Regions from separate parts of the Gossypium hirsutum genome. Here region 1 is linked to region 2. A link is a contact called in public Hi-C data. All regions are on one chromosome and are shown on one strand. The core of a region is the stretch at or near the end of the contact, and the rest is flanking DNA. Distances in the headings are between cores, read along the strand shown. Region 1 has its middle 37 kb from the start of LOC107906544. Region 2 overlaps LOC107897862.

Region 1 (3,280 bases), core at 102-2,601, 180 kb after region 2:
TGTGAATAAATCCAGACTCCGGAGGTTTCCAACGCACATAAAGAAACTGTTTGGTGATTCCTCACCCCCAACTCTTCAAATTCCCTAATACATTTGATAGTCTGTTCAGCAATTCCTCTGCCTGAAATGCTTTTGCGTTCTTGGATTTTCCTATTTCTTTCAGTCCAGATAACCCAGGTCGCACAACAAAATAGTTGACATTGATAGTTTGATGCTCTGCGAAACACCCAGGTAAGCCAATCACACAGCACCAGATTCACTTCCGAGGAAACCCACTCAAGATCTAAGTGTTTCCATGCTTCAATTAAAATAGCACACTCTCTAAACACGTGGTCAGTGGTCTCCAGTCTCCACTCCCATTTCACAGCGTGGACAGATAGTGTTGACTTGAAGCCTTCTGTGATGTAGGTTGGATAGGGTTGGTAGAAAATTCCAGGAAATTTTCCATAATGTAATTTTTTGTTTTGGTAGCAAGTTTGAGGGACCAAAGGTTTTTTGTAAAATTTTGTCAAATTATTCCATACCTCAGTAGGAAAGTCGCTTGAATGTTCAAGCAAAAACTTGTATCCACTCCAAACCGAGTACTCGCCAAAAGATTCACCCTTCCGCACCAAAAACTCATCGTGTACCACTGAAGCTAAAGGGATTCTCAAAATTCCTCTTGCATCAAACTCAAAAAAGGTATTCGCAATAACTTCAGCTCTCCATGTTCTTGAACTACTATCAATTAAATATGAAACCTTAGTGACATTACAATTGTTGACTACCTCTATACTTAAAAAAAATTTTAGCTCCTGGGATCCGAGCATCGCCAACAATAGATATCTTGTCCCCCTTCCCACCTGCCAACGAAGTCCCTTATCAAGGAGGCCTCTTGATGCTCAGATACTATGCCAGGTATAGGAAAGTAGATTCCCTAACCTTGCTTCTATAAAGTCACAATTCGGGTAACATTTGGCCTTTAAAACACGTGCTAACAATGAATTCTAGTTGCAAATGAAACGCCACCCTTGTTTTGCTAACAACACGAGATTAAATTTCTCAAGATTACCAAAACCCAAACCTCTCATTTCTTTTAACTTACATAAACCATTCCAAACACACCAATGAATACCCTTTTTACCATGACTTTTTTACCACCAAAATTTAGCTATTATGTTCTCCAAATCTTTATACAGTGATTTCGGTAACAAAAACCACATCATAGAATAAGTTGGAATGGCTTGAAGGACAGCTTTAATAAATACCTCCTTCCCCTCTTGAGACAAAAAGCGAGTGCTCCAACTATCTATCTTCTTTTTGATCTTATCTTTTAGGGTTTGAAAAGCTAACCACTTTCGTCATCCCACTACATTTGGAAGCCCCAAGTATAGCTCTGGGTTATTCGAAACCTTTACCCATAAGGTTCTCGAAACTAAAAGCTTCTCACTCTCGCTAGTGTTCGTATTGAAGAAAACCTTGGACTTATTGTAGTTGATACATTGACCTGAACATCTCTTGTATTCATTAAGAACCTTTTTCAAAACATGAACACCCCTTTCATTTGCTTCACCAAATAAGATACAATCATCAGGAAAAAGCAAATGCGAAACTTGTGGTCCCCTTTGACTAACCTTGACCCCTTTTAACAACCCTTTTCTCAAAGCACATTTCATTAAGATAGTCCTTCACTACAAAACAAAAAGAGAAAGGGACTCAAAGGATCCTCTTGTCGTAACCCTCTGCTTGGTTGAAAGACCTTCCCAACTTGCCCATCAATGATCACTGAATACTGAACTGAGGATATACATTGCATAATCAAATCAATCCACGACAAAGCAAACCCCTTCCTCTTCTTCATAACTCAAAGAAAATCCCACTCCACCCTATCGTATACTTTGTTCATATCAAGCTTTAAAGTTATAAATTCTTTTTTCCTGGCCCGTTTCTATTTTAGAATGTAAAACCTCATAAGCTAGTAGCACATTATTTGAAATCAATCTCTCTAGCACGAAGGCACTTTGAGTACTATCAATGCAATAATCTAACACTCTTTGAAACCTATTAGCTATTACTTTTGCTATCAACTTGTAAATTACTGTACATCATCTAATAAGTCGAAAGTTTTTTAAATGCATTGCATGTGGGACTTTCGGGATTAAAAAAGTGTTTGTGGAATTCAAAGAATCCAAAGCAATACCTTCATTCAACAGCTTTAAACAGAGAGCAATAACTTTCGTCCCTACGACATGCCATCATCGTTGAAAAAACAAAGCTAGGAAACTGTCATCGCCTGAGGCTTTTGTCAGCCCTATCCCTTTCAATGCAACCACTGTTCATCCTCAGTATACCATTCCATCAACATTGAATTGGCTTCATTCGAAGTACAGCTTCCCACTCCTCCTTATATATGATTTATATCCCTCACTCCATTTGTCGTGAAAATCTCTTGGAAATAAGAACGAGCCACTTCTTCCATCATCCCCCTATTTTGTTTGTTCTTCGGCTGTGTGAAGCAAAATTATGAAAAACTTTTATGGTCTTATCACCCAATCTTAACCAATTAGCTTTAGCCTTCTACTCTCAAAACATTTCATCTTTGTCAATTTACAAATTTAATTGGATTCTTGATCAATCAATTCTACAAGATTCTTATCGTCCCGTTCCTTCTCCAGTAGCTCCCCCAATTTATTCGTCAACTCCTCCTTAAACCTAACCCTCTACTTCTTGATTAATTTTGCCCACTCTATTAAGTCCTTCACTTGCTCCAGCTTACTCCATGCATCTCCAATACCTTTTGCCCATAAACCATTTACCTCCTATATTCCTTCATTACCCACCAAGCTTCAAATCGGAATTTTTTTAGCTTATTATTTGACTCCTTTTGCTCAAGAGAAACATGGATAAGACAATGATCAGAATATGAATGTGGGAGATGGCGAACCCCCATATTAGGAAATAAAGTCATCATTCCATCATTTGCAACACCCCTACCTAACCGTTCTCTTATGTTTGTTTTCGGCAAATTCCCCCTTCTAAGTAAACCATGGTCCAGAATAACCTACATCCACCAATTGACATTCCTTTAGAACTTCCCGTAACAACTCCATTCTCCTCTCACCTCTTGGTAACCCTCCTTTCTTTTCAAAAGAATGCATAATTTCATTAAAGTCACCACACACCATCCATGGAAGATTTTGCAAACAGCTCAAGGTTTTTAGAATACTCCATGTATCAACTCTTCCACTAGCATAAGGAGCCCCATAGAACCTAGTAAATCAAGTCTATAGTATTTTATTTT
Region 2 (3,272 bases), core at 100-2,599:
TATGATTTGATTCATCTTGAGAACTTACTCTTGATCCAAAGCTCATTTCTTGCATTCTGACCAGTCTAAATTGTTCCAGGCTCATGGGCGACCCACACTGAAGAACTTGGTTGAGGCTTGGAACAAAGTGTTGCAGAAGGAGGTGGAGCACACCCCATCAGCAAAAACAGATGCTACGGCTGCATTTTTGGCTTCTCTTGAGGAGCCCAAACTTACAAGCTTGTCAGAGGCAGGGAAGAAACCTCCTATTGAAATCCTTCCTCCTGGTATGTCAGCACTCTCAGCTTCAATTACAGTTAAAAAGAAACCTGCTCCGGTGACTCAGACTTCACAGCCACAAAGCAAACCATTGGCATTAGAAGCACCTCCTACTGGACCAGCTTCTGCTGCAGTACCTGGCACACCAATAGGAGCACCTCCTTCTGATGCACCAGATGCAACACCTGGTACGCCAATAGGAGCAGCAACTCCTGATGCACCAGCTGTGGCAGCAACAGGTGCAGCACCCGCATCCGAAGCAAGTGAACCTGCTCTAGTAGAAGAAGCTCCTAATTCATCAACAGGGAGCAATCCGGATCTGATTGCTTCTGCAGAAATGAACCCAGCAACATCTGCAAGTGATACAGAAGTACCAGATTCAGCTGTGATAAATAAACCATTGGCAGAAGTACCACCTGTGACACCAGATAGCCAGGAAACAAGTATTTCATCTACGTTAACAAGAAGCCAACCATTTGTTTGAGTCTATTGGGACTAGCTCATAATGGTTTATATTGATTCTTTCTGAGGCCAGGGAATAGTTGAATTTCATTTGTCCTGTGAAATGTTGTGAACTTGAATAGAAGGGATTGGTGTGAATATTATTCGTCTTTGGACCAAGGGGGAGGAGAAACACCTTTTACTTGATTTGTGGTTTAGTTTAAACCTATACGACCATGTCCCGTTCATGTCTTGCGTTTGAAGCAAACTAAATTTTCACGGTAAAAAAAACGCTCGGGAACTGTACACCTGACTTGTTTTTGTTGTAGGATTAGATTGGAATCATGTTGTAGAATACTGGAGAGTTGTACTCCAAGAGCCGCTGAATATTTGATTGAACTAACTGCGCTTTTGTCTTTTGGTTTAGAAATATATATCAAGCGTAGAGCATGCAAAATTATGATGTGTCCTATTCTACTCCTTGGGGCACATGCATATGCCTTTAGGGTTGTCTTATGGAATTCTACGATCTGCACTTTCGTTCGTTAAGAAACATTAAAATTTTAAGTGGTAAAGATTCATGTTATCCTTAAGCTTCACAATTAGATTAAAAACATATTACTCGCCGGTTCCAAGTACCAATAAACATGTAATTTGAGTAGCAAGTTTGGTTTGATGCTGTTATTGTTTTTAGATGTGATTTATGAAGGGATGCGGTAATGGGGAAGTTCCTTGGAACTGGAAAAGAAAAGTTGTTATGCCCATAATGTAAGCCCAGATATCAATCGGGGTTCTGCCTCCTGAAACAAAGGCACTACCGGAAAAGCAAAGCAATACATGTCAATAACTAATCTTACCACTCACGCATGAATGATAAACGAGGCATGGCATAATACTTGAGACAAGAAGTTACTCTTATCCTTCTAGCTGTTTCTATTTTCTTTCCATCTTTTTTTTTTGTTTGTTTGTCTTTATAGAATTTTACTTCTTTAAGTATCACAATATTTCAAAATCCCTTGGACATCCGTAAAACATAAACAAAACCAAAACAAATGGTTTTCTTGAAATGCAAGCTTGTTAAATCCAACAAATAAATCAACCCAATTAATAACCATTAAGAATTAGCAAGTCGTTACATCAGATGCATTACCTTTGGTTCTGATATCACTGATGAAATTTGTACACAGATTCATAATATTGTGATATGTGTTGATGAAACCTCTAAACAAAATCTTATTTGTCATTCATGGTTTCAACTCAATCTGTAGTGAAAGTAAACATACATGAATAATATTATACAATTAATTGAATTACGAGATAAATCTAGGGTCTGTTTGATTGAAGAAATTAATTTTTCGGAAAATCATTTCTAACTTTTCCAGCGTTTGATTGGCGGAAAATATTTTTCATTTGGAAAATGAACTCCAAAACAAGGGAAAATGAGTTACATTTTAGGGAAAATGTCTTACCCTTTCAATTTCCGTAAGACATTTTCCGTGCTCTCCTCTCTATCGCCTCCTTCATTCCTTCATTTCCGGTAGAAAATTGCTTCTGTTTATCGATTTTCTAGTAACTTTTTTTTAATTATTCAATACTTGTTTTTTTAACACAATTACAAATAACTTATTTGATATTAATTTTTTTCAATTTATAACGATTAATATTGTAGCTTAATAATTGAGTATTATTATAAATAAATCATTGCAATTTTTGTAAAAATAATTTAAAATATAAAAATTTATTAATACATATCAATATATGTAAAAACAATTTTTTCGAAAAATATTTCTAGGAAATCTGTCAAACGGCCGAAAATATTTTACACAGATTCAATCAAACACCAGAAAATATTTTCCAGTAAATCATTTTACAGAAAAGTAAAACATTTTCCCGAAATCATTTTACGAAAAATATTTTACTGGCAATCAAACAGACCCCAAATAAAGAAATTGGTTTAGACATATTTGGCTACATTTTCCTTTTTTCAAATCTTTAGAGAGTGATAATCAAGAAACCATGTCTGACTCGATTTAACCTAAAAAGACAAGTCAAGAAATTTACTTCCTGAGATGTTGTAATTCTATTGGTATCGTTCTAATCACAAATACATAGATCAACCAATCACCTTGAGGTATTTAAGAGATCTTGAGTAACACAAGTGTTTTGCCTCCACCTTAGGTAGTGAAAAACCTTTACTTTACACTTTGTTCCAACTTTGATATTCAATTTACTGTTAGAACAAATAACTTGGCTTGTAGTTGAAAAATAATTTCGTTCAACTTCTATTAGAACATGGGTTTGGAAGGGATAGATTTTTAACAAGATAGAACAAGATGCAAAGCAAGGAGAGATAACACGTAATATACGTTAACGCAGTTCAAATTCACCAATCTTACTATTCGAAGCGTCGCTTAGACAATGGTTTTATTCCACAATTTGTTGGACCAACTATTGCCTAAAGCCCAAACTATCCTTACACCAATTGATATTTGCATTCTCAATATTGAACCCATATTGTTACAAATCAACTTCCCAAAATAATCCTTACTTATTATCAATTGAACTCTCTAGAA

The links. A called contact is a pair of places that touch in the nucleus more often than the background predicts.
Region 1: a Hi-C map of seedling shows a contact between it and region 2, with 2.2 times the contacts expected there. The contact joins two enhancer-like sites. A contact is called at or near these places in 3 of 34 Hi-C or Micro-C datasets (leaf and seedling).

The regions. Positions count from the first base shown.
Region 1 is chrD08:16,796,175-16,799,454 of Gossypium_hirsutum_v2.1, forward strand. No RefSeq gene overlaps it. Among protein-coding and RNA genes, the nearest start is that of LOC107906544, 37 kb to the right of the region's middle. Within about 2 kb of position 1,352, at least 5 of the 9 cell types and tissues checked have an H3K27ac peak or open chromatin away from gene starts, as enhancers often do.
Region 2 is chrD08:16,614,657-16,617,928 of Gossypium_hirsutum_v2.1, forward strand. LOC107897862 reads left to right here. Exons shown (of 20, transcript XM_016823445.2): 20 at 80-1,156. The coding sequence ends at 742. Among protein-coding and RNA genes, the nearest start is that of LOC107897862, 22 kb to the left of the region's middle. Within about 2 kb of position 1,350, at least 1 of the 9 cell types and tissues checked has an H3K27ac peak or open chromatin away from gene starts, as enhancers often do.